2 separate regions of the Mus musculus genome follow, and region 2 is linked to region 1. The links are chromatin contacts, called in public promoter capture Hi-C maps. All regions are on one chromosome and are shown on one strand. The core of a region is the stretch at or near the end of the contact, and the rest is flanking DNA. Distances in the headings are between cores, read along the strand shown.

Evidence for each region. Promoter capture Hi-C pulls out the DNA fragments that hold promoters and counts their contacts.
Region 2: a promoter capture Hi-C map of cranial neural crest shows a contact between it and region 1, with 3 times the contacts expected there. The contact joins the promoter of Fbxl16 here to the enhancer-like site in region 1. A contact is called at or near these places in 5 of 39 promoter capture datasets (the 3T3-L1 cell line, the HPC-7 cell line, HPC-7-derived erythroid cells and 2 more) and 1 of 9 other capture datasets (adipose tissue).

What each region holds. Positions count from the first base shown.
Region 1 is chr17:25,676,666-25,679,629 of GRCm38.p6, reverse strand. No RefSeq gene overlaps it. Among named protein-coding and RNA genes, the nearest start is that of Gm22645, 16 kb to the left of the region's middle. Within about 2 kb of position 1,444, at least 36 of the 459 cell types and tissues checked have an H3K27ac peak or open chromatin away from gene starts, as enhancers often do.
Region 2 is chr17:25,807,674-25,810,584 of GRCm38.p6, reverse strand. Fbxl16 (F-box and leucine-rich repeat protein 16) reads right to left here and starts at 1,486. Exons shown (of 6, transcript NM_001164225.2): 1 at 1,199-1,486.

The sequences.
Region 1 (2,964 bases), core at 195-2,694:
TAACCTCACGTACCTGCATAACCCAGGCCTGGATACTGTGGGTTCTTTAATTCTAATCTTAATTAGAACAGTGGGGTCCACCAGCAGCTACCGCTCACATCACACAGCACACAGTAAACACATCTATGTATCTGTGCACATATGTGTGCGAATTAAAGAGGCCACAGCAGAGTTCATAAGGTTGTAGCAGTGGACCGAGAGAGGGTTGTACTGATGAACCAGACCAGCGTCGCAGGGGTGCTGCTGCGGACATTGTTGGAAGTGGGATTTGAGAGTAAAGCTGTGCCATTCAGCTGTGGGGTGACAGGCTGAACCAGGTCAAGAAGCCCAAAAGGTGGATGGCAGGCAAGCAGCAGCAGGGCACTAGCTGAGCTGCTCCAGGGACAGTAGGAGGGTCTTCGACTTGTCAGTCCTTGAGGAACAGTTGGTGTGGGCCATACCATCTCAGTCTTTGGTCTTCACCACTTTTGAGCATCCTGACATGGATCTGTGTGCATGTGTGCTGCAGAGTGAAAATTCTGGTACCGAGGGTAGCAGGTGATACCCTGCTTCCCACCCTGTTCCTGGCTTGGTGTGTCTGATAAGTTCTAGGGTTTCTGGGATGTGATTTTCAAATACACCCCCTGCCCCTATAGTCTCTATTCATCTTAATAAGCCTAGAGGGTGACTTTTTTCTGTTCCCAAGTCCATCAGTCTGTGCTGGAGACTGGTGCCTGACAGTTTTGGGGTCCACCTAGGGGCTGCAACCACCTTTCTTCCTCAAAATGGCGTAAAGGGCTGGGGAGAAGGCTCATGGGTAGAAACACTTGCTACAGAGTCTGACGACCCAAGTTCAATCCCCAGGACCCATATGGTGGAAGGAGAGGAGCGACTCCTCCTGCACGCCTCCCGACCTTCCCATGCAGGCTACGGTACCCGTGCACTCAAACACACTCAAGGAGAGAAACACAATTCATTTTTTAAAATGAGTAAAACACACACACACACACACACACACACACACACACACAAAACAAAAACCACACAAAAAACAACAAACAAACAAACAAACAAACAACAACAACAACAACAAAACCTGCTTATAAAACGGAGCCTTCCAGGGAAAGGCACAGTCTGAAAACAAACACAAAACCAAACAAAACATTGCTTTATACAATATGGAGTCACTTAGAGCAGGGCATAGCCCGAGTGCCTACAGAGTGAACTCAAGTTCAGCTAGGGAAACTGAAAGGGAGTCTCTCTCAAAATAAAAAGTAAAAGGAAGGGGCCAGAGAGCCTCTTGGTGGCAGAGTGCTTTTCTACCGTGCAGGAGGCTCTGGGTTCAATTACTGCCACAACAAAAGCAAACCAAACAACCAAAACCAGATGAATGCTCTCTCAGTTCTGGAGGCCCTCGTCTGCAGGCCAGGCTCAGCAGGGTCCCACTCCCTGTGAGCCCGCAGATAGGGCCCTGCCAGGGCTCTGGGGACAATGTTTCTGGAAGGTTCACCAGACCATGAGCCAGTGTCAGTTCCTCATTTTAGCTTTCAGCTTAAAAAAGTTAAACCACATTTGTTACTTTTCTGTGTGTGTTCACGTGCACGTGCCATAGCACCTGTGTGTCAGACAGAGGATGACTCGCAGTTGTGGGTCCCAGGATTTGAACTCAGGTCATCAAACTTGGTGCCAAGTACTTTTACCCTCTGATTTATCTTGTCAGCCCAGTTTTATTTATTTATTTTAGATGGGTTCTCTCTGTTAATTAGCCATGACTATTCTGAAACTACCTTCACAGACCAAGCTGGTCTCAAACTCATGGAGATCCACCTGTCTCTGCTTCCAAAGTGCTGGAATTAAAGGCATGTGCCACCATACCTGGTTTTTCCAGCCCAGTTTTTAAGTTTTTTATGTTATAACAATCTCAGACTTACACATTACAAAAATAGCATGAGGATTTCACATAGTTGGGTTATGAACCAAATGTAGATTATACCAGCAGGGGGTCTCATCTGTCTCAGAAGATATGGCCATGGCCTGGCATCCTTCAGGGTCCCAACACCTTTGAGGACATGCCTTTCAGGATGGGTATCCTCACAGAATCACGTGACCTGTGCATTGTCCGGCTTGTCTTGCTCCTCGGATATCACATGACAGCCTTTATTTGATTCCTTCCTCTCTGAGCCGGGGTTGTCTAGGGCTAAGTTCTTCGGTGTGTAATCATAAAGCTATATGTGTAAATTATATTAAATTCAACCTCACATTTTCAGTTGTACCCCACCACTCAGAGGGACCCTATACTAGACAGTGTGGACACGAGAAATACATGAGCAGCCTAGTTTCCGGGAGGTACAGATGTGACCTTGCACCTGCAGCCAGCCTGTGCGCACTCACGGCTTCACTTGGGGATTTTCATGTCTTTCTTTGCATAGATGTGTGTGTATACAATATATGTATATAACATGTATGTATATGTGTGCACATATGTGGGCACACATGTGTGCAGGTACTTGTGTACATGTTTACATATAGGTGAGGAAGGCCAGAGTTACCACTGGGTGTCTTCTGTCTTCTTCAGTCACCCTCTTGATTTCATTTATTGAGGCAGTGTTGATGACCTGGAAGCTATCAATCCTGTCTGTACTAGTCATCTCTCTCTCTCTCTCTCTCTCTCTCTCTCTCTCTCTCTCTCTCTCTTTTGCCTAGAAGCCAGGCATGGTGACACACACCTGTAATCTCAGCACTAGTGACATGGAGGTCTTGGTTCTGAAAGCCATTCAGGTGGAGGTGGAGGACAGGAGCTCAAGGCCTGCCTGGGATACATGAGATCCTATCTCACAACACAGTGGGGAAAACAGAACCAGGACTAGGAAGTGACTTTAGCAGCAGAGCACTGTCTCACTTGTGAGGTCCTGGGCCTCACTCTCAGCACCATGCCTCCAAGTTCCTATCTTCCACACAGTTCATATGTACAGAGACTTATTCTTA
Region 2 (2,911 bases), core at 237-2,736, 130 kb before region 1:
TGACTGGGGAGGCAAATAGTGAGGGTGGCAGGAAATGAGGCTGCTGAATCTTGGGCTATCTCAACATCACCCACGTTTTCAACCTTGACTTTCCCTCTCTTCTCCCAATGGCTCCCAGCCCGGCCCTCAGGCCACGTCTAGGCAGGAAATCGAGGCTCCACCATGCCTCTGACCTGATCTAGGCAGCCCCTAATCATCCAGGCTCCTGTCCCAACACCGGCCCCCCCCCCGCCCCTCCCCCCTGCTGCGATGAGGCTGCTGTCCAGCACTTCATCAAAGTGTTGGGCTGGAACAGAGGGTCCCGTGTCCCGAAGGGGCAGCAGGGAGGCCTGAGAAGACCCTGGTCAGTGGGCCCTGGGACAAGATGGCAGTGGAAGTCGGGCCTCCAGGAGGGAGCAGGTGAAGTGGCATCTGCCATCTGCTCCTGGGAGGTCAGCTGCTGGCTCGGGCTGGGAGGGGCTAGCAGGAGGGCTGCTAGGCCAGATCCAGGCCTCAACAGTGCAGCCTTCTCTCCTGGGATGACGGGTGGGGAGGATCCCCCACTGACTAACATCCTAGAAGGACATGGAAGCCCTGCTCAGCAATCTCAGGATGCCCATTCCCCATTTTGAAGCCTTCCAATCTTGGCCAAGGCCCATTTTCTTTTTCTAGAACCAAAGACATGCCAGCCCACTCCCTGGTATAGAGCTGTGGGCGGCAGCTCTATACCAGCTCATGTCCAGAAGGCGTCCAGGACCCCTAGGCCACATATCCACATGGCTCCTCCCTTTTAATTGTATCAACACCTGTCACGTCCTCCAGTCCGCCGGAGGCTCATAGGGCTGGAGTGGGGAGAGCCCAGAGCCAAGCCAGAAGGAGTGGGGGCTGACGGCCTGCAGTTCCGCGTCCTCGCAGCCACCGTGCTTCCTCTCAGCAATTCCGTGGTACGGAGATACAGCCTGACCGCGCTGCCGGTAGCGAGCGGGGCGCAATCAGGCCGGCCACTAGGGTTAGGGGCTGCGGAACCGCTGGCTCAGCGGCCGAAGGGTGAGGTGGGGAAGGGGCTGCGATTACGTAAGCCCTGCTCAGGCGGCGGCGGCCGCGGCGCAGTCCCAAGTCCCCACCCCGCCCCCTCCTCATTGTAGCCTTCGCGGAGGCAGTGGCTCGACCTGGACCCTCCCCTCCCCGCAGCCTGGCCGCGCGCGCACACACACCTTACCTCGGCCAGGGCTTCTGGCTCATGCCACGCTGTCCGCCGGGCGACCTCGCGTCATGGGGAGCTCAGCACCCGAGCCGCCTAGCGCGGAGGCGGCCGAGGTGCTGGACTGGCTAGCAGGGCCCGACTGCGCCCCGCGCCCGGCGCCCCGCGCCAGGGCCCTCTCCGCAGAGTTCCGAGCGGAGCTCCCCGGTGGGAGAGGATCTGCCGCCCTGAGCCTCCCACCGGGGAGGCTGAGGCTGTGCCCAGATAAATAAGGCCGCTTTGCAGGGAACCCGGCGGGCGCCTCCTCCCTCCCCTTCCCCTCCTCCCTGCGCTCCTCCTCCGCGCTCCTCCCCGCGCTCCTCCGCGGCCGCCGCCGGCGCCGCGCGTGCCCCCCGCCCGGCCCTAAGAGCCGCGCCCTCGCGCGCTCCCGGCGTCCGGACCAATCCGGGTTCTAGAGCCAGGCTGAGGTGTCGAGAATCCCCAACCCCGCCCCGCTCCTCTCCGCGCGCTCCCGGTGCGGTACCGACGGGCACGCGCCAGGCGGCAGCACCCGCTCAGCGGCCGGTGTTCGCACAATAACAAACCCCGTAGGCCGCGCGGCCGAAGAGCAGCTTCGAGTGTCCCATCTGCACAAAGTGGTGGCGACCCAGAATCTTGCCAGCTGAGGAGAATTGCGGTCCTTGGCGCGAGCGGTTGGCAGTGGGGTTCCGGATCCTGCGCAGATGCAACTGGCCCTATGTGCCCTTGCTTGGATTGCCACCTGTGAGGGCGAGGAAAGAGAAGCCGAGTGGAGACATCGACATCGTCGCACCTCCACACACACACACACACACCCTCCTTATGGCCCCTAGGATTCATATCCCTTCCGATCCTGTTGCGAGTCAGGCAGAAGAATCCCTGTTCTGGGTGACATAGTCACACACTTGCAAGCAAGTGACTAAAGCAAGCGTCAATGAAAACACAAGACAGTGGAGTGATAGTGGGGAGGGGTTACTTCTGACAATGTCACAAATGATCTGAGACGCCCTCTCTGTCCCCATAGCACTTGGTAGGAATGGTTCGAGAATCGACCTGCCTTATGGAGTTCCACAGGTTCGCTCTGAGATGAAGTAGAGGTCAGGTGGTGGCAGCCTGTATGGACCAGGGAGGGTGGTTTGTGTAAAAGGACCCATTAAGGGCTGCTGGAGAGCCAGACCTCTCAGCAGGCTAAAGGGACCCCAATCTGGGTCTCTCTTGAGACCAGAAACAGCAGATGTTGGGACAGCAGAGTAGCGTCTTGGAAGAGAAGGAGCTTCAGGGTGGAATGTCCTCAGATGAGACCAACTGCTGTGGAGATGGGAGGTCTGTCTCCTGGGAATGATGTGAGGCCTAGGGGCAATAAGAAAGGGAAGTAAGCTGTATCCTAGCTGGTGTGTGTGTGTGTGTGTGTGTGTGTGTGTGTGTGTGTGTGTGTGTGTGTGTGGTGTATGATCATATATGTGAAGGTGCAAATAGAAGTTAGAGGGCAGTCTCAGGTATTTCTTAGGCAGTGTGTGTGAGTGAGTATATGTGTGTGTGTGTGTGTGTGAGAGAGAGAGAGAGAGAAAGAGAGAGAGAGAGAGAGAGAGAGAGAGAGAGAGAGAGAGAGAGAGAGAGAGAGAGGAGAGAGAGACTGATATTAGAATCCTCTTCTACCAGTCTTTAAAAAAATTATATATTTTATGTATGTGAGTATACCATGGCTATCTTCAG